Linked DNA regions of Zea mays: region 2 is linked to region 1. Evidence: chromatin contacts called from public Hi-C data. All regions are on one chromosome and are shown on one strand. The core of a region is the stretch at or near the end of the contact, and the rest is flanking DNA. Distances in the headings are between cores, read along the strand shown. Region 1 holds the start of LOC100277214. Region 2 holds the start of LOC100194187.

Region 1 (7,216 bases), core at 3,371-5,870:
TGCCATGGAAGGTGACAGATGGAAGTTGCACAAGTGGGTTGGAACGAGGAGCAACCATGTTTAGAGATATGGAGTACACGACAGAAGGCGGAAGAGCTGCTGCTGGGTTGAGAGAGCGAAACAGCTGGGTCGAGCTCGAGCACCAACAACAAGGGAGATGGAGCGCCGCAGAGCTGCACCACCGGCGGCACAGCGGGTGGTGCTCGGAGCTGGTGGAGGTAGGAGCACGCGCGGCAGCGCAGGGCGAGTCGTGGTCCGAGCAGAGCTCACACGGTCGCCAACTCGCCAAGGCGCGCGCGTAGGCGAGGGGGCGCGGCGGCGCAGGGCTAGCCGCCAGCGGCGGGGGGGGGGGGGGGGGTGCATTCGGGCAGAGACGAGGGGGGCGCAGCGGCACAGGGCGAGCCGTCGGTCGGGACAGGGACGAGCGCGGACTCCGAGGCACGCGTGTGGCTGGCGGCGGCGGCTGGGTGGAGCCAAACCTAGCCTGGCTCTGTTAGGAAGAGTGGAAAATAGCAAGTTTACTATTCAAGAGGGTCGGAAGGGCAAAAGTACATGTGGTAACTTTACAAGAAGCACCCTATAACCCAGAGAAAATACATTAAGATGAAGAGACTACACATATACACTAACAGTTAAGACTAAGAATTGAGATGCCTGCATGATACCAGAACAGTAGGCTCTCCTGAGACCAACCTAAAGAACTAGTCGTTGTGTTCCTAAACGTTCAGTACTGTCCTAAACACTTGTTCTATCTTTTTGAGTGGATGTCCTTGAATCATTGATGGATACTTTTCGTTGTATTTCTGGACTCTGGTTGGAAGAAACAACTGTGCTGCAGCTGAATTAGAATATTAATTTTGGTTAACTGACTATATCAATATGTCTGCAGAATGGGAGATGACTTTGCAATACATAGCTGTTTTAAGCGTTGGGCTGGTACGTAGTACTTTTGACAGATAGCTTATTTGTTTGTTCAATATGGATGCATCTGCTTCCCAGAAAAAAAAATGCATGCATCTGGATTTCTGGAAAACACCAATATAACTCAGGGCTTCTAGATTAGTGTTAACTGCAAATTATATTAATTAGCAAAATGTGGCAGCAACACAGTTTGGCTGATATTCTGTTTGATTCTGGATAGACTATCTACTTGCGATTCTCTACATATGAGGACTCCGAGGATTTGGAGAAAGACCTAAAGTAAGTTACCCTGAATCCCCCACCCCCGTTGGTATAAGAATATCCATTTCGGCTGGTTTTTAAGTTTTGGAATCGCCGCTTGAACGACGAAAAGATTTTACAAGTTTCTCTCCTGCTCTCTTGGCTTAGGCTGTTGCTGTCTCCAGTAAGAGTAGGCGCAGACGCCTTGTCATGGGCAGCTAAGAAGATAGAGCCAAACAAGGTGGGCCTGCCAACGTCTCCTTCCACGACGGCGGTGAAAGACCGGGTTCTTCAGGCCGCGGCGAAGCACGAGTCGCAGCCATCGGATGCCGACGAGTCGTCGGTCCAAACAGCCGAGGCATGACACGCGCCGAAAGCTTGGGAGCCAGTCGAGCGGTCCCGCCGAATCCTCAATAAGAGCACTCGGTGGGCGCTCCCTGGTAATTTGTGAAGTCCATGTCGTTTATGATGTAAAGCACTGTAAAGCGGTTGTAAATTAATTGCGTGAGCAGCATCTGTAAGTTGACATCAACTTGGTTGGTTGTGTGTGTGTAGATTATAGAGAAAGAGGTGTCAATGTAACGTTAATTCCTGAGCCTGTCTGCGATCTTGCCCGTCTGGTACTGCTACTCTGCTTGCTTGCTTGTTTGGCACGCGATCAAGGTGAATTAAGTAAAAATGGTCCGTGGTCCAAGTCCAGCCCCACAACTTGGCTGTCAGGCGTAGTGTAACCTTTGTTGGTACGGAAATGAAATCCTGGAGTACGGCTGTTTTTAACCACCATAGTGCCTGCCGAAATGCTGCTCGGTAGTAAACGGGTACAGAATTTAATCCCGCATCATTTGGAAGCTCCACCCCAATAGCCACAGCCCACAGGCCCCAGAAGACGAAAGGAAACGATGCGCTCGCTGCTCGCATAGGATCAAAGGGACGGGAATCCCAATGTCTTGTTTTCAAAATTTTATCGTATTTTCTTAAAAACAGTATAAAAAACATAGAAATAGAAATGATGACGGTAAAGATTACAGAAACAATAACGATAATGGTTTTGTATCTTTTTGTCTCTTTTTACTAAGAACGTGTCTGATTGTCTGCACAGATCCGGTCAGTCTAACTCAGACATAAATGTATCTCCTCTTGAGCTAGGCTGCTAATCTGATGCAAATAGTGTCCTAGAGTCAGGCTAAGCGGGGACGCCCATTTTGATCGCACAGAAACCGAAACCTGATTTTAGTTACTTTCCTTGTTATACCTCTTGATTAATGCATCTAATTAAGAAACTGATTTCACTTTTGTGTTACTGATATTTTTATAAATAAAAGTATATCTCACTTACTATATGAAATATTTTTTCGACTTCTTTCTCACCTAGCCAACCAATCAAGATATTGAACCTGGTTAAACAGAGAAACGGAACCAATCAAACAAAACCTAGTCCATTGCATACATTCTCAACTAAGCCTGACTCTAAATCTAATACAGGCTCAGTTGAGCCACCTGAATCAATCGCTCCCTAAATAGCGCACTCTAGTGTAGGTTGGGGTGGTAATGGGATCTATATTTTACACTATAAAATTTAAAGATCGAATGAGATTAGAATGAGATTATATTCCTATTTATTTTTAAACTAAAATTAATTAAGACTCTAACTTATTGTGAATAAATATTTGGATCGTAACCACACCCTAAGCGTGGGTCGTGCACTCAACGACAGTAGGTGGCCATTCTTCGTCCAACAAAGGTCCAGTAGCCACGACGCCCATCCTCTATTTTTTCCAAGGTTTCAAAATATTTCAAATCTTATGTGTAGGCAACCAATCACGCCCATATAAAGTCGAACTCAGATTCTGAAGAGTGCTATTTAGACTAGCTAACCAAGTCAGTAAGAGACTCTTTTGCTCAACCACTCATAACTATATACAAGTCTCGAGTCAGGACACAAACTCTCTGAGTGATTACCATACTTCCAATCACCACCGAACCGTCTAGGTAACGCCAATCGCCAAGAGTAATAAGCTGAAAATCTCACTTGACTCTATCAAACTCAATGAGATCAATGGTACATAATACTCTCTTATACACTAATAAGGTCGCTTGGTAGGGTATTTATTGCCGCCGTTAGACTGTCTGATGCTCATCCATTAGGCTCACTCCAATGGGAGGCATGCAAATCGAGCAGCCATCTATACTTTTGGCTGGTATCTGTAGTTTACCTGGCCAGCCATACGCTAGATCTTTCCAACAACACAACCACCCATACGTTCAGCTGGAATGGAGTAGACGTTGGGCCTAGTGGTCAGTCAAGAACGAAGAATTTAGCTGTCGGTCACAGTACCAGGCAATATGGCTTTTCTCTCTCATGTCTTCCATTTTGCCTGGCCCGTTTAGCTGCTCCGTTGGAAAAAGAATTGCACTTCTACAGTGGCTCCAGGGCAGCTATTTTAGTTTTGCCTGGCCGGATGGCTGCTCCGTTGGAGTGAGCCTTAGACACATATCATACGATCTAACGAGACACGATGAAAACTATGTACTACTATATTAGAAGTAGATTTTTCAATTACTGTTGCAAGCGTATGGTCTGACGAACACAATTAGTCCAATCTGACACTCACTGTTAGACCAGTCAGAAGAAAATGAAACCCTCTAGTCACTTAACATAGGTTGTCAGAGTTAACTCATTGGTCGAACATGGCCATTGTTTACAGGGTCCAATGATCTTATAGAAAGAACCCTAACACAAAAGGAGCAGTTTTGTATGGTCTAATGCTTGCCATCATACTAGTCCAACGTGCCTACGACACTTTTTCTGTTTCAATATATCGTGAGGACTTATTGGTCTAATGCTCGTCGCCTGACTATTACGACATGCCTTGGAACACTTTTTTTTTCTATATACCACGAGAATCGACTTTTAGTTTGATGTTTTATTATTCACAATGTCCGACGATCAATCTCTCGGACCTATTCGATTGGCTTTAATTCGTACATGATTTCTACTATTTCTACACTCCAATACTTTATTATGTAGAGATGTTGGATCAGTTAAACTTATCTTGAGCGGTTCCCTATTTTAAACTTCAGTTTATAAACAATATATCCTACCATGTAAAACAATTTTACACGTCTATATACACGCTCCGCTGATGATTACCTTAATCTGCCGATCTAAAAATCAAGGTCCGACTTTTTGTAAAAAAAATAAATCTGAAAATAGTTTTAGCGTATCTCAGTCAACTACTCCCTTCATGCAGCAACGTCTCTCTTCTCAATTCTCATGCGAGCGAGCGGGCGGGCCCCCACGAGCCCCACCACCAGACTAGCCGTTGCCCGTTGCCCTGTCGGACTCACTCGGTCACTCCTCAGTCCTCACCACCGCCGCGCCACCGCCGCGCCCCCAGCCTCAACGGCCAAATCCTCCGCGCCACCCCGCATAAGTACCCGCCACTCCGCCGCTCCCACCCCACTCCAAACCTCCCTCTCTCGACCTCGACCCCTCGCCCGCAAAGCCCCGCAAGCCAGCGGCATCCCGCTTCCTCGGCAGGCTTCCAAGACCCAACCCAACAGCTTCCGAGCGAGTACGGCGGCGGCGACGATGGCGGCCAAGTCGCACACACGCAAGGCGTTCCTCCTCTGCAACTACGTCCTCCTGGGCGCCTCCTCCAGCTGCATCTTCCTCACGCTGTCGCTGCGCCTGCTGCCGTCCCCGTGCGGCCTGCTCCTGCTCTTCCTCCACGCCCTCACCGCCGTCTTCTCCGCGGCCGGCTGCTCGGGCTCCTTCACGGCGCCCGCCACGCCCGCGCAGTGGCACAACGCGCACACCGCGGGAGCCGCGCTCACCGCCATCTTCCAGGGCGCCATCGCGCTGCTCGCGTTCACCCGCACCTCCGACTTCCTCGCCGAGCTCCAGTCCTACGTCCGCGACGAGGACGGCGCCGTCATCCTCAAGATGGTCGGAGGGCTCGGCACCGCCATCTTCGTCCTCGAGTGGGCCGCGCTCGCGCTTGCCTTCTCCCTCCGCCTCGACGAGGATGACGACGACGACGACCTCCAGGCCAAGAACTGGCAATCGTACCATGTCTGATCCCATCCACTGCTGGCCTGGGCTCCTTCAAAATGAGATTCTTTGATGTCTATTCTATTATTGTACTATTGCTGTCATTCTTTTGTACTACGGTGTACTGTTATGACTGTTCAACCAAAATAAATAAATACCAAAGCAAATATATATTATTGCTTTTGTTACCTTTGCTACTATTAACATGTGCATTCATCAGATTTGATGCAAACAGGTTGCAAAAATTAATTTCTGCCCAAAGCTGTCAATTGAGCAGTCACAAGACATGTTTGCTTATTTGCCTTGCCAGAATCAGAATAATGTTAACAACACACAAGCGGCAGATGGCCAACTTTGTAGCAATTCCTTGCGCTAACAACAGGACACATACATGTTAATCACATCAAGGCCAAATAATTGAATAAAAACCTACTTTCAGGCTAAAATTACATGTCCAGCACTGAAAACATAATCCAGATGTTGACAAAAACCCATGTTGCACTAAGACCATCTTCCATTGGTGACGATGCAAAACCGAGTTGCACTTCCTAGCCTTTACATGGATAGCTGAGCTTTCTGCTCATCTGGGTTCGTAGCTTCATTGACCCCTAATCCAACTTTCAGGGGACCTTTATTAGAAACTTTACTGCTCTGAGGGGAACAGATTGATCTGGGGAGCTTCGCGGCCACCATTTCTAGATTTCAACCGCAACTCAGGAGAAGCAGCCAGAGCATTGACAGCCTCTTCCGGAGGTAAACATCTCTTCGAGAAGTACATAGCTATGCTTTTATTCTTCTTGGGTTTCACTGAATAACAAGTAATATGATCGGTAAGAATATTAACCAAGGACAAATATGCATGGATCCTACTTCTGAAACAAAAGCTAACTAGCTAATAGCCTAATACAAGTACCTGGTGACGAATCCAACCCTAGCTTGTCAAGAATCTCTTTCTTTACCTGCAGAGAAACAAAGGCAACGTACATAACATGATAAATCAATTTTGCATGTGGAAGTGTACTGAAAAATCAGGCACGGGATTTTTTTCATTGTGAGAGCATCCTTACCTTCCAATGATTGTCAATGAAGTCAGATATCTCCCTCACTTTACGATTCAGTTGAGTCTTTGGAACATTTGGAAACTTGTGCTGCAGTAATTCCACCACCTTGTGGATACCATCTCGACATGATCTTATCACCTGTACCTGCATTGGAGTTAAAGCAAAATGAGAAATAGAGCTGCATGTGCTATCTTCTAGCAATAGATATCAATTGCTATCATTCACTCAGTGCTTACAAATTCTGGCAGGTCTGTTTCTGGTATAGCAGATGCAGCCTCAGGAGAGCCATTCTTCACATTGGGTTGGTTAATTTCCTCAACAGTTGCAGATGAGCTGTCAGTTAGAGGCACATCAACAATTGCACCTCCTGGACAGATGCGCATTGAAAGAACTTGCAAGCATAGCTGCTCAATCTTTTCCGTTCCCTTGAGGTCTTCAGCAGTCAGTAATTCAGCTTTTTCGTGATTTAGGTTGCATATAATAAGAGGTTGGCTCTTCCGGAGAGCTTGCTCAGTCAAAGTGTTCAGGACTCTTTGTTGGCGGAGCAGAGACCTGAACTCTTCAACTTCTGTACACTGACCATTTGGGGAGCTATTGGCCTCCTCTTCTTTATCGTCCAATAGGCTTTCAATTTGTATCCCCTGCAGGAAGTAAATTCCAACAGTGAAACAAACAATATTGCACATTTAATTGAGGAACAATAGCACCTGGCACCACATATGGTAGGACAAAAAAAGGGTAAACTCAATGTTGAAAGCTCCCACGTCTGGGGAAGGGATAAACCAAGGAAAAACTTCCCTCCTAGGACCAAGATTACTAAAATAACAATCATGAGTCAGATTGAAACTTCAATGGTAGGGTCACAAATTTTAGTATTAATAACTACTAGAACCATAATGTCCTATTTCTAGATTCTACTTAATAATCATAGAATCGACCC
Region 2 (7,216 bases), core at 2,520-5,019, 180 kb after region 1:
CACATTTTACATGGTTCAGAGTTTCAGATATTGCTAACGTCTTTAGGAAATGCGTGCAGGTCAGGGCTCATCGGTCACTGAGGCCGACAGGAAGAGCGATTTGTCGCTGGAGAACGTCAAGACGTCCGTTGTATCCCGCGACGGTGAAAAGATTAATGTGAGCTCCAACCAACTCAGCTGTCCAGATGTACAGATTGAATCTTTTGATTTGATCTGGCCATGTCAATTATTTCTCTGTATGCAGGTACGAGTGCAGTTGCCTGGAAAGGCGACGCAAAAGGTGTTTGATGAGGCTCTGACGTTCTTGGCCCGTGATGCGCCACCGGTTCCTGGTTTTAGAAAGTCCAAAGGAGGTACTGATCATCATAAGCACACCGCAACCTCTCTCTCTCTCTCTCTCTCTCTCTCTCTCTCTCTCTCTATCTCTTATTAATGTCACGTTCTTTCTTGCTTCACATTGGCACTAACCGTTTCTTACAAGACATATTTTAGTAATTGTTTGCCTCAAGTAATTCAAACTTCTAACCGTTTTGTGTCCTCTGCATGCACATATGTTGGATGTTCGAAGGGAAAACATCAAATGTAAGTGCACATGGACCTTTTTTTCCGATCAGCTTCACCAATGCAAATTATTCAAAGTCATTTTATCATCTTCCAAGGCATGCTCTATTAATATATATATATGATGTCCTTTTCCTATAGAAAAAAAAAACAGTCGGTTTGATCAAACATGAGTACACGCAGCTGTTAGCAACTAGATTTCAACCACAAGTGCCGGCTATATCAAGCCTGCACTGCACAATCTTTCAGTTTGTACTTTGTACTCCTTCAGAACCAACTGAGCAGAGATTGTGCTGTTTCTGTCCTTCAGATACCCAGCAGCATCCTGCTGCAGATGCTTGGCAAGAGCCGGGTCACCAAATTCGTTCTTCAGGAAATACTGAGCATCACCATTGAAGAATTTGTCAAGAAGGTGAATGCCAGTTCAGATAACACTTGGCAAAAAAAAAAACCCGTCACTGGTAGGTATGACACTGACTTGCTACTAATAAATCAGGAAAACCTGAAGGTGAAACCTGAGATCCAGACAACCCAGTCCGAAGGCGAGATGGAGTCCGCGTTCGCGCCGGGATCAGCATTTGGGTTCAATGTTGTCCTTCAGCTCGAGACACCTGACTCTGATGATCCAGAGGAGAAACCTGGCTCTGATGACGATTTACAGGAGGAATCTGGTTCCTCGGAGTAGAAAGAAATGCATATCGCCTGCATGCATTTATCAACCTTCTTCATGTGCCATTCCTTATGAATGAATGTACTGAATGGAAAGCCGTTGCAACCGTTTTGAGTTGAGAGTTGCAACTGAAACATTTCTGAAGATATGAGTGGCCGACTCGCCTCTCTTAACATGTTGACACACAGCGAGCATACGCTTCAGAAATCGGAACCTGCTGCACATATGATTGGAACTGAAGAAAATGCGCGTGGGAGGTCCATGCCCACAATGATAACACACTAGAGCTTCAGCTTCCAGCGCACACTACAACAAGATCTTATCCGCTTTGTCTGGAGTATCATCCGTTGACAACTCGGCTTCCAACTACCAGATCAATCATTCCGGGTGCTCCCCACCTCCCAAGGTTCACACTCCCCCACATCGCCAGTGACCTACCAACTGCACATATTATTCGTTCCTTTTTTTTCCAGAGAAAACCAGCCGCATATATTCTTGGAGAGGAGAAAGACCCGGCCCTAAACATTTGCACTTCTGATTCTATGGCCCATGAGAATTCCCTGTCATGACAGTATTTTGCAACTTCCTGACATTATTGTTTCAGTGCTGAAATGTTCACGTCATGGGTAGTAGCCAAGTCATTATACCAGAAAGAAGACATTTCATTAGGAAACATGATCAGACTCAGGACCTGGGATGATCTGGTCTACCACCTTATTCTCTATATTCCTATCACGCTTCCAATATTTTTTTTTCTGACGATGAATAGATACACGTTAACACCTTCAATGCTTAACTCCCAACCAACAGGATTTGCTAGATCACAAATAATTGCTACTGCGTTTTTCTTCTTCGAAATATCATGTAGCATCTTTCCTTTTTGGTCTGAGCTTGGCTTAGAGCCACACCAGCCCAGCTGTGAAGCATTTTGAATGCAGACAGCCATACAAATGATTTTTTAGCATACATTGGGTTCTCAGCCACCTAATATGTACGTCCTCTTGTTTATATCAATTATTTTGGCGAAGAATTAAGTCGCTCATTTGGCAGCCAAATTAGCCAGAGCAGATTAGGTACCAGCTTATTTTATCTGTCACCATTGGTTCAGACGAATGAATATACAAGTAGCTGCATTATTCCCAAAAACAAAACAGAAATATCTGCAACGCAAATGTGACATTACAAGCTGGCCTAGAATTAATGATAACGGTGTTTAGTTGCAGAGGGTGACAGACAGATTCACAGTCCGAAATGGTACAGCAACCTCTCGTTGAAATCGAACGCAATGGTGGTTTAACCACCCAAGTACACGCATCAAACCTTGCCTCCACAAAAGTTAAGGCTTCCGTAGAAGAGGTAGGCAACCACATGACTATGATGATGAATGTTGCTTTTTCCAGGTGTTTGTTGTTTTTTCTTTCAAAATATTGTATAGTTTGGTGTTTCCCTTCAGAATTAGTTCAATATCTATAGCTTCGAATAATTACAACAGTATAACCATACGTTTCCACGTCAAAAGGTAGCCGAGAGTGCACACTCTTATTCGTTAGTGTACCTGTTGCACAACAGTATAAGTCTTAAGCACTATAATAGTGATGGACATTTTGTTTAGCGAAGCCAGTACACCTACATTGCTTCATGGACCTACTAGCTACCGTGCTTCATGATCATCTGCACCGTGTGTTTACAATCTAATTCCGTCTTTCAACAAAAAACCCGATTTTGTTAAAAAAATTGGAATGCTTGCTCTATTCAAGTTTGCTTATGTACTTGGGCTTTATTTGGTTCTGACCCTATAGAGTTGCTTGGTCCGGACAACCGTCTTAGGGCTAGTTTGGAAACTTAAATCTCCTCCAGAATTTCTAGAGATTGGGAAAAAATGAGCTAATTTTTTACTCAAACTCTAGAAATTCCGGACGAAATTTAAGTTTCCAAACTAGCCCTATATCCGATTTTGTCTGGCTTTCATTGGATGAAACTGTACAGTTTAGGACTCCAGCTAAAGATGCCCTCCTACTCTTGGAAGCAACACGGGTGATGGAACCAGCAAACCAAGAAAAGTCAGGAAATAATATAGGTAAACAAAAGGGAAGAACCAACTGTACAATCATGGCATAGGAAGAACAAAACAAAAGGGATTCTACCGCTCTAGTCACAGCCCTGCCTAGTGCCTTCCCATAGTTAACAGTCACCTAGAGCCCAGCTCAGACAAGAGTGAACGGTAATTTTGAGAGGTTGTTTTTTTTTCCCACAAATTTCAGAGACAGTTGTTTCACTATTTCACTTCAGGGAAAAGAAGAAAAATTAAGAAGTAAACGAAAAGACTTTTCAGTATCAGCGTGTCATTATCAACTCATCCTCCACTAACACTCTAGCAGGAGTGGAAGCTAGCCATTGCCCACTAACCCCACTAACCCAATAACTGACCCATTATTGGACCCCACAAATAAACAAACAAACCGCAAGGCTTGGAACGAGAAAGAAATAAAGAAATTGATAAAACAGTAGAAAAGGTAAAGGCTACCTCATTTTTGTATTTTCTTCTCCCCTATTCCCTCTTCTTGTTCTTGGAGTTGTTGGTGTCCCCGGAGCTACAAAGGCCCCGCCTTTTGGCTCATTCTCAGACTTTAGTACTTTACCATCTGCTCCAAGAAAGCGTCTTGGAGATGGCGCGCACCGAGAAGCTCACCAGCGATGGCTGCTCCGGCGGCGAAGTCCAAGTGGAGGTGGAGCTCGGCATGGGGGTGGACGGGAAGGGGATCATAGAGTGCCGGATATGCCAGGAGGAGGGGGAGGAGGCCGCTATGGACTCACCTTGCGCTTGCGCTGGCACACTCAAGGTGCGCTCTCCCCTGTTTCTCTCTCTCTCTCCCTACTTCCCTATCTCCCTCTGAAAGTTTTTTTTTTGTCTGGATGCTTGAGTTGAGGTGAGTCAAAGTGTAGTGGTTGGTCAATTTGGAGTAGAATGGTGATTGTTTGGGAGCTGGGCAGGTTTCAAGATGCAATTTCTGTGCTTCTGAAGTTCTGCTTGCCCTTTCTTCTGGTCACTGCGCTTTGGAAATTTTCCTTTGGTTATGTCGATGTTTATGTTCAGCCTGCTGCTTCCTTCTTTTCTGTGATTATCTCGTTGTTCTTCATTGTGGACATCTCTAATATCTCTAGGCTTGGCACTGTAGCAGCATGAAAGTTTTATGTAGTGTTTGCTGTATCTTCGTTCTACCAAGTGAAACGGTGTCAAACTGACAGTGTTTCATCATCTGTTCACTTGGCCTCCGTATTTGCAAGGTGCTCCGCTAGTTTTGGGTTTGTCTAAACAGTATCCCCAGTATCTGTTTTGGGTTTTGTTCCCAGCACGTTATATACTTTTCTTCAGACACATCCGATTATCTGTTTTTTTATGGGGCTGGAGGGGTCGAAGCCCCTACAGGAATTTATTAAAAGACAAAAAAAACTCAGAGGTTACAGAGTTATCTGAAATTTCAATCGCGATAATCCATATCCTAATACGTACCCCCATTTGGAGTATCTGTTGAAGAAAATGCTAATTGTGTGCTCACCTATTGGCGTTGGTTGTACGCAGTTTGCCCACAGGAAATGCATACAGAGATGGTGCAACAAGAAGGGAAATATTACATGCGAAATCTGCAACCAGGTGGGAGTTTCTATCATCTTGCTACAATACCAAAACTAGCATTTTTTTTCTCTGTTTCATGCTGTGTACCATATCATTTCTAGATGGGGACACGCTACTTTGACCTTGCAGAGTTTTCAGTGTCTAGTACTGGCTATTAATTGGGATAGATGTAGTAGGTCTATGAGCAATCTATTTCGAAGTAACTGAAGTGCAGAAGAAACAAGGAGAAATGGGGGGAAACTCTGTATATCTTGTATCTTGCTGTTCTTGTTTGAAGCTTTCATATTCCTCTTGTTGCTTCTGCAGGTTTACTCCCCGAATTATGTCATCCCTCCACCGAAATGTTGTTCAGATGAAATGGACATGAATCTTAGGTACTTGCTGATACAATTCTTTATGATTTGCTCAATTTGCGGGAAACAATTCTTTCCTAGATGAAAAAAGATATTGTGGAAATAACTTATGTACTATGGTTGTAACTTCAACGATGTGATTTGTACATTTTAACCGTGATTAAGCAAGCACAATTGTTTTCCCTTAATTTTTCAATAGCAAAGCAGATATCGGCTCTCCAGTTTCTGCATATCCTTCGAGCGACCCCAATGTAGATATTCTGAATGGGTGATCTTTTTTTTTTTGGTAAACAGGCAAAACTGGGTCGGACGAATCGATCCCCATGATTCCCATTTCCTAGCCATCGCCATCGCAGAGCAGCAGCTTCTGCAAGCTGAATTTGATGACTGTGTATCTGCAAATTCTAGCGGTGCCACATGCTGCCGATCCATTGCTTTAATTGTACGTGAGAGGAGCTATTCGTTCGCTCGTTCGCAGAATTAATTCTTGTTTGTGTTGGGTGGTGGAACCTAATATTGGCTTTGTTGCAGGTGATGTTCCTTTTGCTCGTACGCCATGTAATTGTCATTGTGAGGGATGTTAGCATGCTACAAGATGCAACGGTGCTGTTCAGCGTGAGTTCCACAACAGACCTAGTTAGCATGTCGTGCTAAGGGGTGTTTGAATGCACTAGAACTAATAGTTAGTTAGCTAAAAATTGATAGTGGAATTAGCTAGCTAACAAATAGCTATGTAACTATTAACTAATTTACCAAAAATAGCTAATAGCTAAACTATTAGCTATAGTGTTTGGATGTCTCAACTAATTTTAGCCGCTAACTATTAGCTCTAGTGCATTCAAATACCCCCTAAGATGACGTGATCTGCTTCTGCCTTGAGTGCCATATGCTGCACAATGCTATGAGTGCTGCTGCTTCATTCCGCTATTAAGATGTCATGCTAAGATCGTGCGATTTGTTCACACGTGTTTCAGTTACAGCCCGCTTCTACATTGGTCATTTGATGCTCAGACCACAGTGGGACTGATTTTTATTATGTTTTTCATTTGTTACCGATTTATGACACTAAACCTTTCCTTCGTTCCAGGCAACTCTTCAGTTTGCGGGATTCTTTCTTCCTTGTTATGTAATAGCTCGTTCTTGCTATGCTTTGCAGCATCGGAGACGGAGACAGGTACACTTCCTTTAGCCTGCTATTATATTTACCACGTTCAGCCTTCTACCAGTTTGACCTCACATAAAACAGCCCTACAATGTGTTCTCATCCAGAATGTCTCCGCTGCTTTTAGCAAGTGAAGTCTGTAGACATATGTACACGTGCAGTCTATCACTCTGAATATCTATCTCCACAGGTGTAGGGAGGCTCACCTGAACCTTAAGGGCTTGTTTGGGAGCAAGTGAAATGAAGGGGATTGAGGGTGCTAGAATCCCTCACTATTTAAAATTGAATAGTGGGGTATTCTAGCCCCTTCAATCCTCTCCATTACTCTTCCTCCCAAACAAGCCCTAAAGAACACAAAGACGCACCAATTGAAGCGCCGTCTCGGCGGTACCACCGAAGATAGGAGGACTACATGGAAGCTTGCGAAGTGAGCCTCCCCGTTGTTGCTTGGATTCACCGCAAAGCATTTGGTTTCTGTCCTGAAGACGTCGGCGGTTTAATTAGGTTGATTGAGTAGCGAGAGCAGGCGCTGTGAAGCTCAAGTGTACATACGTTGAGGGGGACAAGGCCTTTTTTTTTTACAGCTGAGAGGAAGCAAAATGTAGCCTCACACATTTCTGCTGCAAATAAAAGAACAATCGCCCGTCAGCGCCTCTGAAGTTTATGCTTGGTTTGGGATTGCTGGCTTGCACCTCGCAGTTGAAGAGTAGGTAGTAGTAGTACAGGGCGGCTGCTACCTGCTGCTGCTGGACAAGTGCGTACAGAGGGTGGTTTCTGAATGGGACAGACGTGGAGTCACGGGCTCAGTGCCGCTCTAATGCTCCGTTAAGTGCCGG

Evidence for each region. Hi-C and Micro-C count contacts between places; a contact is called where the count stands out from the background.
Region 2: a Hi-C map of leaf shows a contact between it and region 1, with 5 times the contacts expected there. The contact joins the promoter of LOC100194187 here to the promoter of LOC100277214 in region 1. A contact is called at or near these places in 3 of 25 Hi-C or Micro-C datasets (ear, leaf and tassel).

Annotation. Positions count from the first base shown.
Region 1 is chr3:172,900,562-172,907,777 of Zm-B73-REFERENCE-NAM-5.0, forward strand. It overlaps LOC100277214, which reads left to right and starts at 4,621. Exons shown (of 1, transcript NM_001150848.1): 1 at 4,621-5,403. The coding sequence starts at 4,754. The coding sequence ends at 5,242. It overlaps LOC103650893 (chromatin assembly factor 1 subunit FSM), which reads right to left. Exons shown (of 13, transcript XM_008676481.2): 10 at 6,513-6,917; 11 at 6,283-6,420; 12 at 6,129-6,174; 13 at 5,461-6,022. The coding sequence ends at 5,859. LOC100501574 (Rhodanese/Cell cycle control phosphatase superfamily protein) reads left to right here. Exons shown (of 13, transcript NM_001196265.2): 11 at 890-936; 12 at 1,142-1,200; 13 at 1,330-1,790. The coding sequence ends at 1,525.
Region 2 is chr3:173,079,590-173,086,805 of Zm-B73-REFERENCE-NAM-5.0, forward strand. LOC100194187 reads left to right here and starts at 3,770. Exons shown (of 7, transcript NM_001349849.1): 1 at 3,770-4,071; 2 at 4,812-4,883; 3 at 5,172-5,239; 4 at 5,513-5,660; 5 at 5,750-5,833; 6 at 6,306-6,392; 7 at 6,571-7,216. The coding sequence starts at 3,898. The coding sequence ends at 6,576. LOC100274034 reads left to right here. Exons shown (of 7, transcript NM_001148417.1): 3 at 60-157; 4 at 245-353; 5 at 569-582; 6 at 872-973; 7 at 1,058-2,018. The coding sequence ends at 1,246.